Linked DNA regions of Rattus norvegicus: region 1 is linked to region 2. A link is a contact called in public Hi-C data. All regions are on one chromosome and are shown on one strand. Each heading gives the region's core, a stretch centred on a gene start, on an enhancer-like site or on the middle of the called end of the contact. The rest is flanking DNA. Distances are from core to core; before and after follow the strand shown. Region 1 overlaps Bves (blood vessel epicardial substance). Region 2 overlaps Prep (prolyl endopeptidase).

What was found. Hi-C and Micro-C count contacts between places; a contact is called where the count stands out from the background.
Region 1: a contact with region 2 is called in a Hi-C map of Schwann cells, with 3 times the contacts expected there. The contact joins two enhancer-like sites. A contact is called at or near these places in 6 of 12 Hi-C or Micro-C datasets (Schwann cells, frontal cortex, hepatocytes and 3 more) and 1 of 1 datasets of contacts at active chromatin or transcription factors (oligodendrocytes).

What each region holds. Positions count from the first base shown.
Region 1 is chr20:50,437,833-50,445,440 of GRCr8, reverse strand. Bves (blood vessel epicardial substance) reads right to left here. Exons shown (of 7, transcript NM_001077590.2): 7 at 5,598-6,107. The coding sequence ends at 5,995. Among named protein-coding and RNA genes, the nearest start is that of Bves, 37 kb to the right of the region's middle. Within about 2 kb of position 3,155, at least 5 of the 93 cell types and tissues checked have an H3K27ac peak or open chromatin away from gene starts, as enhancers often do. A contact at or near this core is called in Schwann cells, where this site is marked.
Region 2 is chr20:50,173,439-50,180,149 of GRCr8, reverse strand. Prep (prolyl endopeptidase) reads right to left here. Exons shown (of 15, transcript NM_031324.2): 7 at 1,265-1,370. Among named protein-coding and RNA genes, the nearest start is that of Prep, 38 kb to the right of the region's middle. Within about 2 kb of position 4,984, at least 9 of the 93 cell types and tissues checked have an H3K27ac peak or open chromatin away from gene starts, as enhancers often do. A contact at or near this core is called in Schwann cells, where this site is marked.

The sequences.
Region 1 (7,608 bases), core at 1,906-4,405, 270 kb before region 2:
CCCACTACTGGTAACAGAAGAGTGACTAGAAGCAACGATTTTATGCTGTATGTTTCAGGCCAGTGAGATGGCCCAGTGGATGAAGATGCCGGATGCCAAACTCGATGACCAGAGTTCCATGCCCTCCCACTTCCCGTGGTGGAAAAAGAGCTGACACAGTTTGTCCTCTGACCTCCACATTTGGGCAGCTGCACTCCTAGCACACAAAATAAAGAGTTATTAAAATTAAAGATACTAACTCTTTTCTGATGGTTTCAGTTAAGTGATGAGCGCTTGAGGAGTCATGATTAATTTAAACATCACACCATGTGTACGTGTAACACATTGCACAAATAAAAATACATCTTAAAATCATTTCTTTTAATTAAAAAGTATTGACGTTTAAGGAACTGTAGAAAAGGCTATGTGTGGTGTCGTGTGCCTTCAATCCAAGAACTCAGGAAGCTGAGGCAGGAGGATCATGAGTTGGAAGCCCACCTGGGATGACTAGCAAATCTGGTCTCAGAGTCGGGGGCAGGGGGATGGGGAGTGGTGAGGAAGGGAGAGACAAGGGAGAAAGGGAGGAAGGAATGAGCACTGTCTGCAGTTGCTCGTTCTGGCTGGAGGCCATGCTGTACCGCAACAGTACCAGCAGAGGGGGCACTACCCACACTCTCCAAAGTGATTCTTTAAATAGATCACCTCGACTACAATTTGAACACCTAACTATTTCATATTATTAATAAGCCTACCTATGAAATTTCCTAGTTGTCATCTGGCAAGGCTTGGTTTTAGTACCCCCAGCAGATGTTAAACACAAGAAAACAAAGGAACCCACAGACTTGAATCAGCACTTATTACAATGGCCAACACAAAGCAAATGCTGTATAAAAGGCTGTTAACGCTGTGTCTTAGGGTCTGGTGTAATGTGGAAAAGCTTTCAGCTGCTCCATAGAGACATAGTTTCCTCCACTTTAGGGAAATTGAGACAGGGTCTCACTATGTAGCTCTGTTAGGTCTAGGAACTTACCATGTAAACCAGACTGACTTAAAGAGTTCCGCCTGCCTCTGCCTCCTCTTACCAGGATTAAAAGGTGCATATCATTATAACCAGACTCAAATATATTTGATTCAAGATCAGCTGGTCTCCTAGACATGGAACTACATACAACTATAACCAGTCACGGTGTATCTGAATCCTTGTCAGCAAACGGTGGCAAGCAAGAGGACATTGAACGTCACAGGGGATACAACATGGCAGCTGGCAGCTGGACCTACTGTAGATTCCTGAGGACCCCACTCTCCATGCAGGCATCACAGCAGGTGGCTAATGTGCCCTGGTGGAGGTGCAGGGTAGAAGTAACTGGATATAGGAAAAGACTTGGTGGCTCTGTTAATAAGATCAGCTTTTGGTGACTAGAAAAGATAGCTCAAGGTTAAAAGCACTGACCTCTTTTCCAGAGGTCCCAGGTTCAATTCCCAACACCTACATGACAGCTCACAACTGTAATTCCAGTCCCAGGGAATCCGACGTCCTTTCCTGACCTCTTCAGGTACCAGGAATGCACATGGTACATGGACATCCATGTGGGCAAACACATACAAGCACACACAAATAAATAATTAAAAAGAAACTATTTGCTTTTTACCCCCCATCTCCTTCAGGTAAACAGGCCCTATCAGAGCAGTTTTTATCTCAGCATGCAAATCCTCCAATCACTTTGATGCTAGGACCTGCAAGGTTCAGCAACTGGCCTGACTGGGATGGTGAGGAAGGACAGACACAGAGACAGGTGTAAAGGGGAGCTGGGGTTAGGTAGGCTGGATGTTCTGATGGAGACACAGAGGCAGCAGCAAGCTGGAAGCCCACATCTGAGCAGATGGGATGGGTTTACTGTACAGGGAGGAAGCAGGTTTAGTCTCTGCAGGAGGTGTCATAGGAACAGTGTTGTTACAGTCATCCAGGAGGAAGCTGTGTGGTTGACATTTCCTATATACAATGGTCAATCCTTTGAAAACACTTGAACTTGGACTGGGAGAAAGGCTGCAAATTCCCATAGACCTGAAGTATTGGGGTCTACAACATGGGAATGCCAGCAGTGCGCTTTCCCTCAGTAATTGCTCTGTTCCTCACACGGAGAGCAGCACAGCTGTTCTGTGTGCACTGTGAGCCCAGAGTTGTTCTGATACAGGAAATGCTGGAAGTCGAGAATTAAGGCACGTATCATTTCGTTAGAAATAAGCTTGGGGCTGGAGAGACGGTTCAGTGGTTAAGAGCACTAGCTGCTCTTGGAGAGGATCTAGGTTTGATTCCCGTATCCATGGGGCTCAAAACTGTAAGTCAGTTCCAGGGGGTTCAACATGCCCTTCTGTCCTCTGTGGGCACCAGACATACACATACATACGTGCAGACACGTTTAAAAACCTCAGAGACACACTGAAACTGGGTTTCTAAGAGCAAAAATGTCCTCACAGTCCCAGGGAAGGTGTTGGGGGACCCTGACTCTTTCAAGACACCCGTGAATTGTTGGACCTTTTAGAATGAGAGGGGATACTGGGGTGCGATATTCTGTCCCAGAAGGGAAACTGCAAAGATTGTGAAGTTGTGACCGGTCAGCAGTTGACACTGACTTGCAGCCTCTTATGCTGGCCAAAGGCCATCAAGACAACGGACCCTAGGTCATTTAAACAAAACAGAATAGCACCATCTCTCAGGGCTGATCCCTTAACTTCTGCGGTTAACTGGCCCAAACCTGCTTTTGGGAATCAAGCCCTAAGTTCAAGAAACTTGAAACAGAAAATACACACTTTTTTTTCCTAAGTAAAAATTTATTTAACCAAATGACAATGTATGGGGTGAATTTGAACAAAAGACATACGCCTTCGATATAAAGTGAACATTACCCATGTAAACGTCATCTGAAAAGCTTCCTCTAACGTGTCCGCATAAAGCACTTGTGAAATTTGACATCTTAAAACTAGCCTGCAAGTTTAACAGGAAACCTATAAATGGCACTTACAATAAGTTTCTTTAAATGATAATACGTACACTGTCTCATCATTCCCGGCATGTTCCCAGAGGCTGTGATAAACAAAATATGGCTGCGGCCAGCGAGGGTGTTGTCTTGTGGGTAGCAGAACAGAAGCACAAATGTGTTCCAGCTTCCACAGAGCTGTCACCGCTGGAGACTGAGCTGAGTGGGTGGGAATTCCAGTCACTCTAGTTGGCGATAGCAAAGGGAGTTGGGAAGCAAGGAAGGGAAGGAGAAAGGAAACAGGCATAGCAGGGTCAAAGCAAATGGATTTCAATAAAAAGTGAGCCCTAAGGGTAGCTGGTGCCCTGGGGGTCTGTAGGAGAAGTGCACTAAGCCCTAAAGGCAGGACTGAGTAGCCAAGAGCCACCTTTTTCTAGCTGGGACATTTCCTGGAGGAAATGCCCCAACTTGAGTGTGCTGGGGACAAGGAAATACGCAGGTCCCCTCAGCTTTTCCTATAGATTTTCCAGCCTCCGTGTGCTCCTGTGTTTAGGGCTTCAGTGGGATCAGGCAGTGGAAACTAGTGGCTTTGACTAAAACAAGCCAACATACAAACTCAAAAAACAAACCAAAAGAACAACAATAACCCCCACAAAAATCTTCAGACGCACAGGCTCTGAGCCAGATCCTGCCTCTGACCCACATCAAGCATCGGTGCCTGCCTGTTAAAGTATAGCGGGGCGACTGGGCAGAGAGTTCAGAAAGCACGAATAGGTAACACAGAACCCATTATGACTAACGTACGCTAAATATAACTATGGATCTGTATAATTATCTGTGCTATCTGCTTTATAAATATAAATGTTCTGAGGGTTTTATTCTAAGTGACAGTCTCATTTTGGTATAAATATTATCCTCTAGAGGCCTGTAACTGACTTGATGTTTCATTAAACAAAGGTCGGGGACATAGCATAATTTCTGCAGAGCATTTTCTGAACATTATCTCGGGGCTAACCGAATGCTAAAATCAGAGGAAGCATCTCACAGGAGCCTGGCACAAACATCCTTTAATCTATTAATTTATGCTTTGAACAAAAATACACTTGCTTGTCTGTGTAAATGAATCTAAAGCTGTCCGTAGACCTAACCCTCGGAGCTCTTTCCCTGTCCTCTTTTCTGCTCCTTTGCAGTCAAGCCTGTGTGGCAGGGTTATTCAATGGCTTGGGCTCCTGTTCTCCAGTTGCCGTCTTCCTTGGAGGTATGTCTTTTAAAAACAGTTTCAAGTTTCGTACTCAGACTAAGTGGCTCTCTGAAGATCCCCCGCCACAAGATTCTGATCTCCGATATCGGTGACACTGATACACACGACGTTTCCAAGAGGAGAGCAAATGACTCTAAATTACCCGCTTTTAACTGCGTGCCTTTAAAACAGCTCCATTCCCCCGGCACTACAAATACCTCAGGTACATAGTCAGGCAGATCAGCAGAGGTAACCTTTTCTACTATCTGGGGTAGAAGAGTCCCCTGAAGCGCCACACATGAAGACTGGTGACAGCAGAATCCGATATTCCTGCCTTCTCAGGGGGTGTCGTTTGCAGAGCGACTGTAAATTAGCCTTATGTGTGGGCGAGCTAAGTAGTTTCGTGGAAATCGAGACCCACCCTATCACATCTTATGTGGGTTAATGGACAAAGTGTCCCCCTGGTTGACAGCGACAACCTTAAAGGCAAGGCTATGTTACCCGCCCCCCTTTCCTTCATTGTTTCAAGATTAAGAGCTGTCGAGTGAATTTTCCTTAGCTGTGGAACATGGGGAGGGGGAGTGTGGTGGGTGTTGCGTGTTGTTTTGAGCGGATGAAGTAAACGTGAATGACAAGACTATCACAGCCAATCAGTGGCCTCAGCTGGGTGGCTACATGCCACTGTCAGCTGAAACTAATGATTTGAACAAAGCCTCGTACATCCCTAAAAACATGGCTAGCAGGAAAGAAAGATCCTTACCAAGGCCTTCCTGGCAGTTCTCTTGTTGGATGCCTCAGGCCTCAGGTGAAACCTCTGCCCCATGGGTTTGCTCTTGACCACAGTTCTGGAATCAGCTGGCCCTTAAATAAATATTCTGTTGTTCTGAGACAAAAGTCTTGCTAAGTGACCCCAGGGGGACCTCAAACTCTTAGCGCTCCTACCTCAGCCTCCCAAGTGCTGGCATTAGGTGTGGACCGCAGTGTCTGGCTCGGGCCATCTGCTTCTGTCATCCCAGAAACAGGACGAAGGGCTAAGCTGAGTTTCAGTGCCCCCAGCCTGTCTTTGTTTCTTCTAAAGTGGGGCCTTTCCTGTATCTGAGCTTGTGGCTGAGATGGCCCCAAATGGCAAGAGAAAAAGTTTAGCTGAGAGTTGACACTGAGCTCAGAAATGCTTACGCTCACTCCAGGTCCAGGTTTCAGAGTCACCGATAAATGGCAGGGGATGAGGTCATTCACAGCTCATTCAGATCAAGGCAGTCACTGTTGAGCCATCTGCACCCAACCAGGAGGGTGGCCCCGGTGGGGGAAACACTTCAGCTCTTGGGGTGGGAAACAAGACCAGACAAGTGTTCACCTACTAAAATGTATCATGAAAAAGTCGACTGAACAAAAGGTAAACTTTTTAATGTCGTGTCAGCCTCAACTTTGGCTTACATCGCTAAGATGATCAAAACAACTACTCGTTCCAAATTCCCACGACAGGGGGGGGAAGCACACGTGAGAAAAGAGCCACAACTTAGAAAAATAAGCGAAAAGGCGATGTGTTGACAGCTTCAAGGTCAATTAAAACAATATTAATATATCTACTGCAAAAATACATGTCTGAAAATAGAGTGAGGTCTACTCAGAAGGCTCGGCTAGCACAAGGAGCTGGCTAGCGGGACAGGCAGCACTCAACTCCTGTCTGCGGCCGCCCCTCACTTCCCATCTGGCAGGACTGAAGCAAACCACCAAAGGTCATAGCAGAGTGTGGGTCTTCTGCTCCTCAGGTCAGCCTCTGTCGTGGTCGCCAGGTGCTGCTCAAGGCAACTGATGAGCGGGAGACACCGGCACAAAGACCTCATCGTCATCTTCTAGCCCTTCCTCGATTGGCTTCATCTTGGGAGAGGCTCGCTGCTGCGGGGAGGACATGGCTATAAAGAAACACAGATTGCAAACTGCTGAAGTCACGCCCTGCCCGACACCTGGGAGACCCTTTTGGGAACGCATCGCCCTCCAGGTCTCAATCAAGTGATTTAATGAGCAACTAAATTGGGAGTTGAGGGGACACACCGGAGAAGAACCTGCTACCTGTGCTTCGGTAGCGTGAGCCTCATAAACAGGCAGAATTTCCGGGGAATGTTCCAAGGTCTGATTCAGTTCACCTGCTCCACGGTAGTACCTTACGTCTGACTTCATCTGATTAATATTGGCCTCGGAGAGTTGTTTTAACAAATAGTTCCTTAAAGAACAATTGTTCTCCTAAACCACCAACTTTAACAGAAAACAGCCTAGGATGTCATTTCCTGCCACCACACGTTTCGTACTTCCTGGACGGAAGGATCACAGACATCAGGAGGAAGTGTCCAGCGGGAGAAACAGCGCTGGGGAAAGCGCACCCCCAGGGTCTTTGCGGATGACATTTGACCAAAGAGACAATTCATTCACTCTCTCATCCTCCCTACCAGGAATTCACGCTTGGTGGGGACATTGTACCACCTAAAGAGACGTAAGAATTTCAATTCTATTTCTCGTGTATGTGTGCGTGTGCATTTGTGCCAATGCATCATTTGGAAGTCGGGACAACCTACGTGAGTTGGTCCTTTCCCTCCAGCACATGGGTTGTGGGGCACCTGCTGAGACATCTTGGTGGCCCGAAAAGCAAGTTTTTATGACGTAGACTTTGAAGATGTGTGACAAACTGTTCACATAACAACACGAGCCCGAATTCCCTTCCTTCCATCGCTGCCTTCAAGGCCAAGATGCGTCCTTTAGGAGTCTCCGCCTGCCTCACCCTCCCACACCTGCGTACCCCTTTGTGCCTAGCCGCAGGGCTGGCGGTAGTCAGTCAGCCAGCTACTGCGGAACTGTGTTGGGGAAGGACAGTGGCTGACATTCAACTCTTCAAAGGCTTGGGGACAACAACGGGGTACAGAAGGACCTTAGACGAAGCAGGACTAGCCAAAGTGAAACTATACATGGTCGGTCGCTGCTGCTGAGTGACAGACAGCAAGCCTGCCCGGCACCGCGGATGACTAACTACCGAGGAGCAGCAGGCAGGGACCAGGTATGTCTCAGGCTGCTCCTGAGGGGAAGGCAGTACTGGCGGGGGTGGGGGAGGGGGAAGATGCTTTGTACTTAGCCATGACACATGAGCAGCGCCTTAAGAGATAAAGGCCACGTGACCTGTGGTCAACTCCAGGGACCGCTGCCCACTGTGCTGCCCCCTAGCAGTGTGACTGGGTAGGGCCCTTCGCTTCTTTGTGAAATAAGCTAGTATTAGTTAGGATCCTGCTGACTGACAAGTTCTTAGGAGGCGCATGCGATCTCTAAGTTCTTAGATCAGTACGGGGAAATAGAACGCTCGCCTTGTTAATGTTTGTGAGAACACAAATCAATGGAGCCCCTGGAGGTCAGCGGTCTAAATGGAGATAA
Region 2 (6,711 bases), core at 3,735-6,234:
CAGTGGCGCCTGTCTGACGTGAAACAATCGTGATCAGCAGACCAGAGATATGCGCTCCTCAGAACTTCCTTGGTCTCCTGGAGACACTTGGCCACTTCCTCCTCCACTTTCTGCCTAGCTGATTTCGGTATGATCAGGAGTTACATATTTGCTCTTTTGTTTCTTTCTCTACTAACAGGATCATCGAGACCCGATTTGGTCTTTATGGATCATGCCTCTTTTGAAAGCACTCGCAAAAATTAAGTAGAAACAGAAGGAAACTCTAAGAGATGTGATCAATAACTTACAAGAAGAAGCATTAACTGTGGAAAATCCAGACCTCCTAGATAGTGAAAGAAGTAAGGTGCTAGCTATTAGAGGGGAGAGTCCCGTCAATTATAAACAAATACAAACATTTAGGAACTCCTATCAAGGAGTTACATGGAAGAGAACATTATTTAATTAGAGGAAGGTGGTGGGCCCCTCCTTCAGGTAGAAACAGCATGAGAGGATACAGGACCACCGCGGAACCATTGCCCTACACAGGGACATGTGATGAAGAAGGTGACAGATGGGTTAATATTGATGGAAAGAGAGTATTATATTATTCTTTAAATTTTATAGAATGCTTGGCCAGATCACGTCCCCGTGCTTGCCTATTATCAAAAGCAACTATCCTTTCTTTAAAAAGACAATTACATGAATATTGGCTAAGAAAGAGTAAAAGACTAAAGACTCCTTACAGTTGGCTGTCCTGTTGTTATCCGAGAGATGATATTTAGAGATTGAGGTAAATGAGGTTTATGACCACCGTCTGGCACCAGTCTGATTCTCAGGAAAATTTATTTCCTGCCTTGCTTTCTGTTCTGAACTTCATGTAAACTGTTAAACTTTTTCTTGGTTATTGTTTGAGTGTACCCTGGCAAGGGGTCAAAAAATTAGCTCCTGTTCAAGCATTGTGTATAACCACGAAGTGGATTTCGGTAAAATCGCAGCAGATTCAAGCCACCCTGAGTGTTCTGTGTCTGTCTGTCATGGCGCCAAACCTGTGTCTTCCTGAGTACCAGAGCCCTGCTTCTCCCGCGGTGTCCTCCGCCTGAGTGGTCGGTGGCAACCTGCCTGTGACAGTTTGCGTCCTAACAACTGGATGACTTTGAACAGCTCCAGACCAGTACTCCAGCTTCTCCCGGGGCACAAGAGATCTTACCACAAGTAAGTGCAGAGGGTAAAATCACCTTTTAATGGACTATCCTGGGGTAATTCGATGGGTCTGAAAATGACTTACCGTTGATACCATTGGATCCCTGCTGGAGGTCACAGTACCACAGCCGATTCACTGGATCACATCCCTCCCAGATCGATAACAAGACATAGCGACCGTCATCGGATAACTGCAAAGAGGCGGAAACAGCGCATAAGCCCAAGTCACGGACCTGTTCTTGGCCGATTCGTTAACTATGAATTAATGACTATTCTCATCCATGTGACCACATAGCTGGAAGAAGAACCTGGAAGGAAAGAGGATTCATTTGAGTTTGTGGTTTAAGGCGTCACAGTCATCCATGACCAGGAAGGTCTGGCAGTAGGAGCTTGATCACATCTGGGTGGATCAGGAAACAGAGACAGGTGGGATGCCAGGCTGGGCTATAAACTGCAGGCCCACCCTACAGTAACTTACTTCCTTCAGCCAGGCCACGCCCACTCAAGGTTCCACGACCTGTCAGTCAAAACGACGCCCCCAGCTGGGGACCAAATTCCCCAAGAGACTTCAGTGGACATTTTATACCCAACGGAGGGAAAAGGGAACGCCAAACGCAGCGCCTTTACTCCGAACTCAGGATCTGAGAATGAAGTTACTTTGAAAAAGAAAATACATAGGTGTAGTTTTGAGTTCTGCCGAGATGTGTGAGCTCTGCTCAGGCAGACGAAAAGCAGGACGATAAGACTGTATTTTACCCTACGCCATCATCAGGTGCTGGGCTTGCTGGGAATGTGGATACATTGCTCAGGGGATGGGAAAACACAGCCTAAGATGGGGACCCCAGCCTGGGTGAGGAACGATGTAGGCTGAGGTTGAAGTTGGGGTTCTGACAACTGGGCAGAGGACTTGGAATGGAGGGGGCCTTGGATCTGCCGTGAGGCTGGAGGGGAGGGGTGACTCTGGCTTAGCTCAGCGGGTGAATGTCTGGGAGCACAGAGGGACCTTCTAAGGGAGAAGTAGGTTCACCATAGACTTTCTCCATGCTCCCCAAGACTGTTCTTGATGCTTACCTATACTGTTTATTCACTGTCCATCCTGGAAAATGGTGCATACGCTTTCCTCAGGGAGGGCCAGAGACCAGATACCTTTTGTAGAAAGGACTGTCCAGGAAGGGAAGCTCACTGGGTGAACCCTCAGAGCCCATCTAGATACTTCATTAATTAACACGGAGTTCTGTGTTCTGTGCTACGTGACCACTGGTCATGTTCTTACGTGGGGAGTTGTGGTCACCCGTCCCAACCCAGGATCTGGTTGGGAGTAGGGAAACTCCTACCATCCTCAGGTGGGCGCCAGGGTTTCTAAACCCACTCAACCTTGCCAAGTTTCCTGACACAGTCCACTGCCCAACACGCAGGAATTTAAGTATTATCGGGAAATAGGAAGTGGTAATTTGTATTTAAATTCCTCACCTATTATCTGAGAAAGTGTAGTTTGATATTTTGAACACTAACACGCTTCACCTCTAGGTCTGCCGAGGGTTGTGTTTATAGGGCTACCCTTCTAAATAAGCAAGGGTTAGCAGAGCGGATGCAGGTAGGAAGTCCAGGGCCACAGTCTCACCTTTCCCCAGAGTAGGTCTTCATCCATTTCCTTAGTCAGTTCTCCCACAGGATCTCAGAGGGAAAAAGCCTCCACTTCTGAGAGTTTCAAGTATGAAAAAGCGTACCCACAGGTAGTGTAAAAAAAAAAAAAGTAATAATAGGAATCTAAAGTAAGGAGTGCCAACCTATGTCATCGCCCGGCTGCAGCGTATGAGATTCTACAGTCTCATGATTGGTAACTTTACGGCAACTTGGCTGAGCCACAGAGTCTGGATATTTGGTTAAGCATTAATCAAGAGGCTTCTGTAGTAATGGTTCTTAAATGAGTGGACACAGAGTAAACCACATTTCCCTCCACAATGTGGGTGCACCTCGTCTAACCAGCTATGGGTCTTAAGAGAACAGAGCCCAAGTACAACTCTTTGCAGAGTTTCCAATCTGTTAGCTCACTCTTCCGGTTAAAGAGCTGGCAAGCCTCTAGTCACAGGGTGAATTCTTTAAATCCTTCGTCTTTATGAGCGCGCGCACACACACACACACAGACACACACACACACAAAGAAACATTCATGAATGCATGCAGGCAGACAGACAGACAGGCACAGGCACAGCCAGACACACACAGACACACACACACACAAAGAAACATTCATGAATGTACGCAGGCAGACAGACAGACAGGCACAGGCACAGCCAGACACACACAGACACACAGACACACAGACACACAGACACACACACACACACACACACACACACACACACAGAAACATTCATGAATGTACGCAGGCAGACAGACAGACAGGCACAGGCACAGCCAGACACACACACAAACACACACACACACACACACACACACACACACACACACACACACAGAAACATTTATGAATGCACGAAGGCAGACAGGCATGCGCACACACACACACACACACACACTCACACGCACACAGAAACAGTCATGAATGCACGCAGACAGACAGACAGGCGTACACAACTATTGTTCTGTCTACAAAGTCTGCTATACCTAACTGTTGTTCTTTTATTTGGTCACTCCACAGACATGTTGTAAGTATCTAGGTACAAACTCATGTATGTTTTGTTTCTGTATGCTAATGATGCGTCAGTAAAGTCACAGAAAATGTCACACTTGACAAAGGAGACACACCTGAGTATGGAACTATGCCACATATTACACACCAACAAATGCCACAAAGAACAGGAAGAAATCTTAGCAAAGGGGACAGGACATGTGGTAAAAGTCTGTAGTTTTAAAAAGAGCACCGGGGTAGGGCCCATGGGGAGGTCTCTTGGCACGGCTCATTGGCAATGCCACAGAACTGTCACTTAGTTTGACTTTATCCATATGTAGCATGCGTGTGCGCTGTGTGTGTGTGTGTGCTGTGTGTGTATACTGTATGTGCGTACTGTGAGTGCGTTCATACACTCGGGAGCACTTTTAATCTGGAGGCCTTTGGTATTTCCTTGTTCCTTTCACTCGTTTGCAAGTAGATTACTACAGAGGTAGCTTTAACAGTGTGCTTGGGATTTGCTGCGCGCCTTGGATCTGTGGGTTTGTATAATTAATCCAAAGTAACTTTTTTTTGCATTTCCCCCTCATTTACATTTTAAGAACACCCTCACCTCTATCTTGGCATTTCAGACAATGAGCTTTTCTTGGTCCTGCCTAACATTGTCCAAACGCCTTTGTAGATTACTTCTGTAACTTTTTAAAATCTCTGCTGACTCACTTGCCGTTCCTGAATCTCTCCCTAGGATTAAGGATTTTTCTGGCTTTAGGGTCACATTATTCTGCTTCACTGGCCATGTGGTGACTTCTGAATTGGATTCTGCGACTTGGAATGTCGTCAGGACTCTTTCTTTCTAATCTGCCTGTAAAATGTTTTGAATCAATTAATTTGCTGGCAAAGCAGCTGGCTCCTTTCCCACTTGCCCGCCAGCCTTGCTGGCTGTGGCCTGCAGCCTGACTGCAGAAGCCCTAGCTCCCCAGGGACCACTGTCTCCCTAGGTGCTGGTAAGGCTTTGCTACTTTTGTGATAACAACGTTGTGACTTTTGTAGTAACACCAAGCCTTGTCAAGCCTTTAGTAGTTTATAGCTCCAGGGTGTTGTGCTGAGCCTGAATTAGAGAGTCCCATTCAATGCACATGCGTCCTGACAGACAGCTGAAGTCACTGAGCCATCCTAAAGTAAATCCCTATGACTCATCCTGGGAAGTCCCCATGGCCACACAAATTCTAGTAGTTTCAGCCCCTCTGGATCCTTAGTTTGGTGAGAATAAAATGCTCCGAGTTGGTCATCCTTGTGATGGGGTCCCTCAAGGCAGAATGCGTCTGTAGAAATAACCTCTCTCATGCGTCACCCCCAATTAATTATCTGTTAATGAAGTTCTTGCAACAGCTGCTTCAGCTCTTGTGTTTAGTTCTCTGGCTGTGCAGGACAGGAGCTGAGGCAGGAACCGTACTGACCGGTGTGGTCAGCGAAGAAGACCCTACTGCATGGCGAGCCTGTCGAAAGGAAATGAGACCTGGTTTGGTTTTCAATATCCAATCTGAGATTCTAAAGCTTTTTAAAAACCAGTGTTATCAAGTCTTTCCACTGTTCTATTCTTGCTTTTCCCCCTTTTCTTCTCTTGTTCTGGAGGGCGAACGTGAGGCTTCCAGGTCAAGCATGTGTTCTACCAATCAGCTACAGTCCCAGACCTGTGTGTGTGTCTGTGTGCCTGTATGTGTGTATGTGTGTATATATTCACTTTCCTTTTTTAAAGACAGAATTTCATGTAGGTCAGACTGGCCTTGAACTCACTATGCAACTACAGATGGCTTTCAATTCCTTCCTGGTCCTTCTGGTTCCACTTACTGAGCGCTAGAATTACAGTATGTACAACTCTAACACCTCGAAGTCATTTTCATTACGAACCTTTCTTTTTCACTTCAGACTGACCAGACTCACGTTTTACTTCTCTCTGCTTTTAATAAAGAAAGCTAAGGAACTAATGCTCATCATTTCAACCCTACCTTTTTCGACCGTCCTATACGAAAAGCATCCGTAATCGCAATTACAATTTTATTAAATATTATGCAAAGCAGCCTCTTTAACATTAATTAGTTCAGGCTTCTGTTCTCCTGTCCTTTGAAAACAGACAGAAACCGTGCAGCTGTTTAAAGCCATGCCACATCAATCACAAATGACATGTGCTTCAGCTGCAGCACCTCAGTCAACGGAAAGACAGAACGGCAATGTTTGTGCAAGAGCGCCAGACCTTGGCGAGCAGCTGCTGCTAGCACGTCCCAAGAGCTCCCCCCAGCACCACTAGACTAACAGGCCCAGCAGTTCATAGTTAGTCTAAGGCACAAGTCCCAGGGCACGTCACTGTCACAATGCCAGTTAAGACAGGGGACCTCCTCCTGGTGATCATCACGGAGTCACATAATTTGCTTAACTGGAAACTCCTTGGTATTTTCCATGTTCAAGCTACCAATCCCAAAACTACGTATACATTACTTTCCTCTCAATGTACAGATTAGAAAAAATACCTTTCTCAACTAAAAATTAACAGTTGCCTAGCTTCTTAGACTGCATTAAGGTGATTTTTAAAGATGATTTTTTTAGAGATCAGTGGGAAGACACACATTGTGCTAATAAGGTCTTTCCAACTCTTTTCTTAAAAAAACCAGAGAAAAGGGGGGAAAAAATCAAGGAGCAAACAAACAAGAGAGTCTTTGATGGCAGCCTAAGTCTTCCTCTACTGAGTACTGCTGTTTCAGCCGTAGGATAGAAGCTGTAATAACCTCGCTTCCCAGAAGCAACCTGACTAAAATCACTGTGTGCAAAAGAGAGGCAGTAATGCTAGCCCGACCAGTTATGAAATATGCAATTCCTAGTTCCTAGTTTCCACGTCCTTTCTTTTA